Regions from separate parts of the Mus musculus genome. Here region 1 is linked to region 2. Evidence: chromatin contacts called from public Hi-C data. All regions are on one chromosome and are shown on one strand. The core of a region is the stretch at or near the end of the contact, and the rest is flanking DNA. Distances in the headings are between cores, read along the strand shown. Region 1 overlaps Map3k5 (mitogen-activated protein kinase kinase kinase 5). Region 2 overlaps Map3k5 (mitogen-activated protein kinase kinase kinase 5).

Evidence for each region. Hi-C and Micro-C count contacts between places; a contact is called where the count stands out from the background.
Region 1: a contact with region 2 is called in a Hi-C map of B cells, with 1.5 times the contacts expected there. The contact joins two enhancer-like sites. A contact is called at or near these places in 1 of 15 datasets of contacts at CTCF or cohesin (large pre-B cells), 11 of 484 Hi-C or Micro-C datasets (the AML12 cell line, B cells, conventional dendritic cells and 6 more) and 5 of 115 datasets of contacts at active chromatin or transcription factors (the 230-238 cell line, the HPC-7 cell line, bone marrow-derived macrophages and 2 more).

What each region holds. Positions count from the first base shown.
Region 1 is chr10:20,058,391-20,061,327 of GRCm38.p6, reverse strand. Map3k5 (mitogen-activated protein kinase kinase kinase 5) reads right to left here. Exons shown (of 30, transcript NM_008580.4): 10 at 2,238-2,391. Among named protein-coding and RNA genes, the nearest start is that of Map7, 110 kb to the left of the region's middle. Within about 2 kb of position 1,642, at least 89 of the 459 cell types and tissues checked have an H3K27ac peak or open chromatin away from gene starts, as enhancers often do. A contact at or near this core is called in B cells, bone marrow-derived macrophages and granulocyte-monocyte progenitors, where this site is marked.
Region 2 is chr10:20,004,345-20,007,275 of GRCm38.p6, reverse strand. The region is part of intron 2 of Map3k5 (mitogen-activated protein kinase kinase kinase 5); the gene reads right to left. Among named protein-coding and RNA genes, the nearest start is that of Map3k5, 71 kb to the right of the region's middle. Within about 2 kb of position 1,620, at least 85 of the 459 cell types and tissues checked have an H3K27ac peak or open chromatin away from gene starts, as enhancers often do. A contact at or near this core is called in B cells, bone marrow-derived macrophages and granulocyte-monocyte progenitors, where this site is marked.

The sequences.
Region 1 (2,937 bases), core at 393-2,892, 54 kb before region 2:
CAGGGGATTCAAGGCCAGTCTGGTATGTAGTAAGGTCTTGTCTTCCCTTCCATAACGTCTGTCTGTCTGTTTTAAGTCAGGGCCAGGGGTGTCTCTTAGAGATAGAGTGCTTACTTAGCTTTGATCCTCAGTACAGAAAAGAGGGGAGGGAAGGGGAGGGGAGGGGATGGGAGTGGAGGAGATGGGAGGGGAGGGGAGGGGAGGGGATGGGGGGAGAACATTTTAAAGAGGAGAACGACTAAAAAAAGAAAAAAGAAAAAGTCTTTTAAACCTAGAGTTTATCATCTCACCACTTCTCACTATTTCCTGGGTCTTATTTCTTTATTCACTTACTTACAACAGACTAATTTACATTGAACTCATTTAGACGAGTGGCTCTCCCTTCATGTGGCTCTCCCCACCCGTGGCTTTCTAGCTCAGCAGATCAGCAGCATGTCCTCTCGTTCCTCTACCACATTTACTGCGCCTCACACAGCACCAGGGAAAGGCAAGCTGCCAGCTTACTCCAAGACTGGGGTTTCCCGATGCTGCACATTGTCTATACTAGGAAACAGAGCGCAGGGTTTCACGAGGAAGTCAGAGCAAAGCATGTTCATTCCTACAACACGAACCATGCATCCTGTTAAACGGTGTGTGTGTGTGCATTCGTGCGTGTGAGTGTGTGTGCGTGCGTGTGTGTGTGAGGGGGGGAGTGGAGGGGAAGCTTAGCCAGTAAAGTGTTTGCTATGCAAGCATGAAGACTGAGTTTAGTCCCAGTAACCACTGAAAGAGTCATGCTTGGTGGTTTGAGCTCATATAATCCCAGTGTTACAGAGCTGGAGACAAGTGAATCCCTGGAATTTGTTGGCAGACCATGCTACCCTAATCCCAGTGAAAGACCTTGTTTCAAAACACAAGTGGATAGCTCTTGAGAAATGATATTGAGGATGACCTACAGCCACAAATACACACACACACACACACACACATACACACACACACACACACACACACACGCACACATGCACGAGCAAACACGCACATGTACACACACATGCACACGCACATGTTCACACACACACAGGACCTATGGACAACCTATGGACCCCCCACAGATGTGTATGCATAATATGTGTGTGTGTCTGTGTGTGTGTATAAAGAGAGAGACATATGTATGTATGTATATATAGGTATGCCTATAACTATGTCTGTGTGTTCATGTGTACACACAAACACACACACATATATGACCTATATTCCTTCTCCCACATGGATATATATACACAATTTGTATGTGTGTATATATAGAGAGACATATATGTGTATGCATATATACACATACATATTTGTCTATGTCTATTCTGTGTATCCACGCATACACACACACACATACACATGGATGTGTGTACACAATGTGTAAGTATATATATATGTGTGTGTATATAAGTATATTATGTATATATAGAGAGACACACACACAGAGACATATATCTTTTGCATATATATGTATGTCTATGCCTATGCCTGTGTGTTTATGTGCACACACACAAACACATACATCTGCTAGAAACCAGTCACACTGATTGAAGACCAACCTGCAAGTCACCATTTTCTAGAGTCAAGCACAGGAAGTGATTGCTACACAGGTGTATATGTGACCACAGGGCAACTTTGAGCCCCCCTGGCTTAGAGTGGTTAAGACAGAATTGCAAAACAAGTGAGCCGATAGCTTGGTCATAGCAATGCTGATAATTCTTAAGACAAAGTAACAAAAGTACAGCATCCAAGGAGGACATCAATCTCACGAGCTGCCTTGACCTAACCAAAGCATGATCTCTTTACTGCTTTCGAAGTGTGCCTCAGGACACTCAATGAGGAGCAACTCCAATCCTGGCCCCAAGACGTATCCCATTTCTCTGGGTTGGAGGATCCTTGTAGATAAGTCAACAAAACTAGGCATGGTGGATGTGCCTGTAATCCCAGCACTTAGGCTGAAGCAGGAGTTCAAGACCAGCCTGGGCTACTTAACCAGACCCTGTCTCAAAATACATAGCAATAATAAAGCACTAAAAAATAATAAGTAAGCCAAAAAAATCAATCTGTAGAAAAGAATTATGTGCAGCGAGTGACAGTTGTACATGCTAGGACCTAGGGTCTGAAAGTCCCCCACATCTTGACTGTCAAATCACACTGCCAAATTCGTCTTAAAAACAGGAAGCAACAGATAACTGAACTCAGATGCACACGAAAGTACTCACTGGGAACCTGACAACAGTAACATCTGTTTTTGTGGCCTCGACCAGGAAATCCATCCAGAAGTCCACGAGTTCCTGCTTAGCCGAGGGCTGCTCTGTGGTCAGTTTCACAAAGTGTTTATATATCAGAATGGTCTCCACGATAGACTTGAGGTACCTGAGAATTCAAGCACAGAAGACAGCACGGATTTAGGGTCACCTGCTCCCCTCAGCCCCGTGTTTATCCCACACGTGTGTTTTCATTCTCTAAGTACACTTGCACTTATCACTGGGCCTCCGTATTTACTAAACATACTTTACTTTATGCTGCAAAACGGGGACTTTCACAAAAATTCAACCAAGTAGGCTTTAGAAACATGAGCAAACTCAGGTTTAGAAAGCTTAAGTAACGTGGACCTGAGGCCCAACATCTCTCTAAAGCGTGTTTATTTGACATGTTAGGGGATCAAAGCCAGGCCTTGTGCATGCTAGGTAAATACCTCAACACTGAGCTACATCCCCAACAACTCTTACAAAGTGTGTGTGTGCCCACGTAAGACTACTCGGAACACACAAGTTTTAAATGCCTACATTCAATTGAAAGACAAGGTGAACACACTTATTTTTAAATATGCCTCTTCAAGGAGACTCTCTGAAATACATCTTCAGGAGAGATTATTTTCCTCTGAACCACTGAGCTTATTAAGTATTAAACAAATGTCCT
Region 2 (2,931 bases), core at 371-2,870:
ATTTTGAAATACTTGTAATAAATATCACTCTGATGTTCTAATTTACCTCAAACTAGCATAAATATCAAAATGTAAAATATGGGTATCATAACTCTAAATCATGTCTATTTATTTCAGTTATATAAAAATGTGCACCTGAAACCCAGATTTAATGTCCAACTTCCTAGACAAGGTTTAAAGGAAATTAAGTTCCTCTGTCCCTGCAGAACAAGATCACAGGCCAAGGGTGGCACAGAACGGCTTGAAAGGGCAATGACGGTAACTAACCAAGGATTAACCACACTGCAGCATGTGGCAGAATCGCCTTTACGGCTGACTAAGGTTCCATCAGTCGTACAGAATGCTCACCCACTTGCCATCAAAATACAGCTTTGCCACTCCCCCTTTTCAGTTATCTTGTTTCCTAGAAACACAGGCATACAAATATTTCTTTCATGTCTTGCTCTTAATCCTTTTGTGTACCCAGCCAGAAGGAAGATTGCTGGATCCTGCTGGGAATCTATTTTTAATGTCCTAAGGAACTGCTCTGCTGTTTAAAAGCAGCTTATTTTTAAGAGATGACTTAATGACGTTGTTACAAATTTGGGTTTGTGCACATGAGATTTCTAGTGTCACTTCTAGAGAGATGCTGATCAGATGGCGACCAGAAGATAATAGAGAGGGCATGTGGGGTCAGTCGAAACACACGCACCATGTCCAGCCAGAGTATGTGGTAAACACAGACAGACTGCCACGGACAACAGTTGCATTTGGCACGAGCTGCATCACCATCGGCCATGAGCTTGCTCATCTCGGGAGAATCATTTCCTCTACCGTGGAACAAGTGGGAGAAAAGCAGATGCTCGCTCGGAAAGAGAAAAAGATGCATCTGAGACCTCCAGTCACAGCCGGAACAGGAGGGAAAAGAAACTAACAATATTTGGGAATTCAAATGCCCAAAATGTATTCAGTTATCCTGGCGTACATAGGCATAGACAATCATTTCCTTCAGAACTGTTAATTATCAAGTATTTCAATATAAAATGTCTAAAATATGAGCATGTGCCTCCCCTGTGTACTCCCTAAACTTACATTACATCAGAGATGTGACTTCTTACCCCTCACCTCAATCCCTCTCCTAACAGGTAATTATTCTCAATTCCCAAGCACACTTCTACCCATCCCTAATGCAAACATTTGATGCATAGTCATGCACATTATATTTTAGATAGCTGCTACGATGCCTTAAACATATACTATGATTTCACATATGACCATAAAATATACCGATGTACATCTGTAGCATTCTAGTTGACCCACCTTAAGAGCTCTATAGTAGTCCATTAAATAACTACCACAAGGTATTTAGTCATTCCCCTAGTAGGTATTTACTCTTTCCTTTGCAGAGAAGGAGAATTATAAACTACGTTACATAGAACTCCTTGATGGTATTTCCTTACTTGTGTGAGCCATGTTTTCTACGATACATATCCAGGGTCAAAACTGTCCCATCTCAGGATGTTATTAGTCATTGCCAAACTGCTCTTTTAGAAGTTGTGCCAATGTATCTCGCTGCCGCCGGGAGAATGTCCTGGTTACCCTCCTGGTTACCACAGCGCTGCCTGGATTACAAGTGGGTTTCTGGGTTTCAGTTTTGGTTTTGGTTTTGGTGCAGGGCTGCAGAGGCAGCTCTTGGTAACTGGTCCACACCCCAGGCATCTATGAGAGCCTTTAGCATCTAACCATCTTATGCTGCTCATCAGTGTTTGTTTATTTCTTCATTCTACTCTGTTGTACAAGCAGATCCAATGTGGGTAGGAGGTGTCCTCAGATGAAGGGAAGGAGAAAGACAAGAAGCACAGGGGCTACGGGTTTTATCTTAATAGAATTGCTGGTGATGAAAGAAATGGTTGTTGGGACCCAGAGAAACAATATCCCAGAGTAACATGCTATGTTGGGCACTCTGAACTAAAAGGTAGTCTCAGAACCAAGGTCTCTCTGACCTTAGTGTGTGTGTGTGTGTGTGTGTGTGTATGTATGTGTGTGCGCACGCGCACTTCTGTGTCTGTCTCTCTATGTCTCTGTTTCTGTCCCTGTGTCTGTCTGTCTGTCTCTCCCTCTCTGGAGTGCACTCCCACCTCCACCTCTCCCCACCCCACCCCCAATGTCCTTATCTATTTAAAAAGCCAGCTCCTCTAGAAGATCAATGAGCAGTAAGAAAGTCTAGAATTGAAACCACATGGCACATTCGGAGCCCAGGTGAATGTCTGTTCTTAGGCCTATTTATCACCCCTAAACGTATGTGTCATTCAATGCCCTGGATGCAGCTCAGTGACAGAGTACTTGGGCGCAACATCATGCCCTGGGGTGAATATCCTGCACAGAAAACCAAAACACTGATAACCATCCCAGGCAGAGGAGAGGCTTGGAGGTTAAAGGGCTTGCCATCTAAGTTTGAGGACCTCAGGTCAGATCCCCAGAAACCTACATGTGTGCCGGGTGAGCACAGCCCACCTGTGATTGCTGTTTCTAAGTAGCAAGACCAATGTTGCTAACAAGCTTTGGGTTTCACTGAGATATCCTACCTCAATGAAAAAATGTATACATCAACCCTGGGCTTCTATATGCACACTGAACCTATGTGCAAGCATCCATATACATGTTCACAATGTAAAGATATGCATATACACCCAAGCATCTCTCTCTCTCCCTCTCTCTCTGTCTCTATCTCTCTCTCTCTGTCTCTCTCTCTCTGTCTCTCTCTCTCTCTCACACACACACATACACACACACACATACATACATACATACACACACACACACACACACACACACACACACACACACACACACACACACACACACATGGAAAAAAACCCATCCACTCCTCCTCTAAAACTAAACATGCCCCTACTCCCTTCTCCCATGAAGAAAATATTTATGTTTTAACTC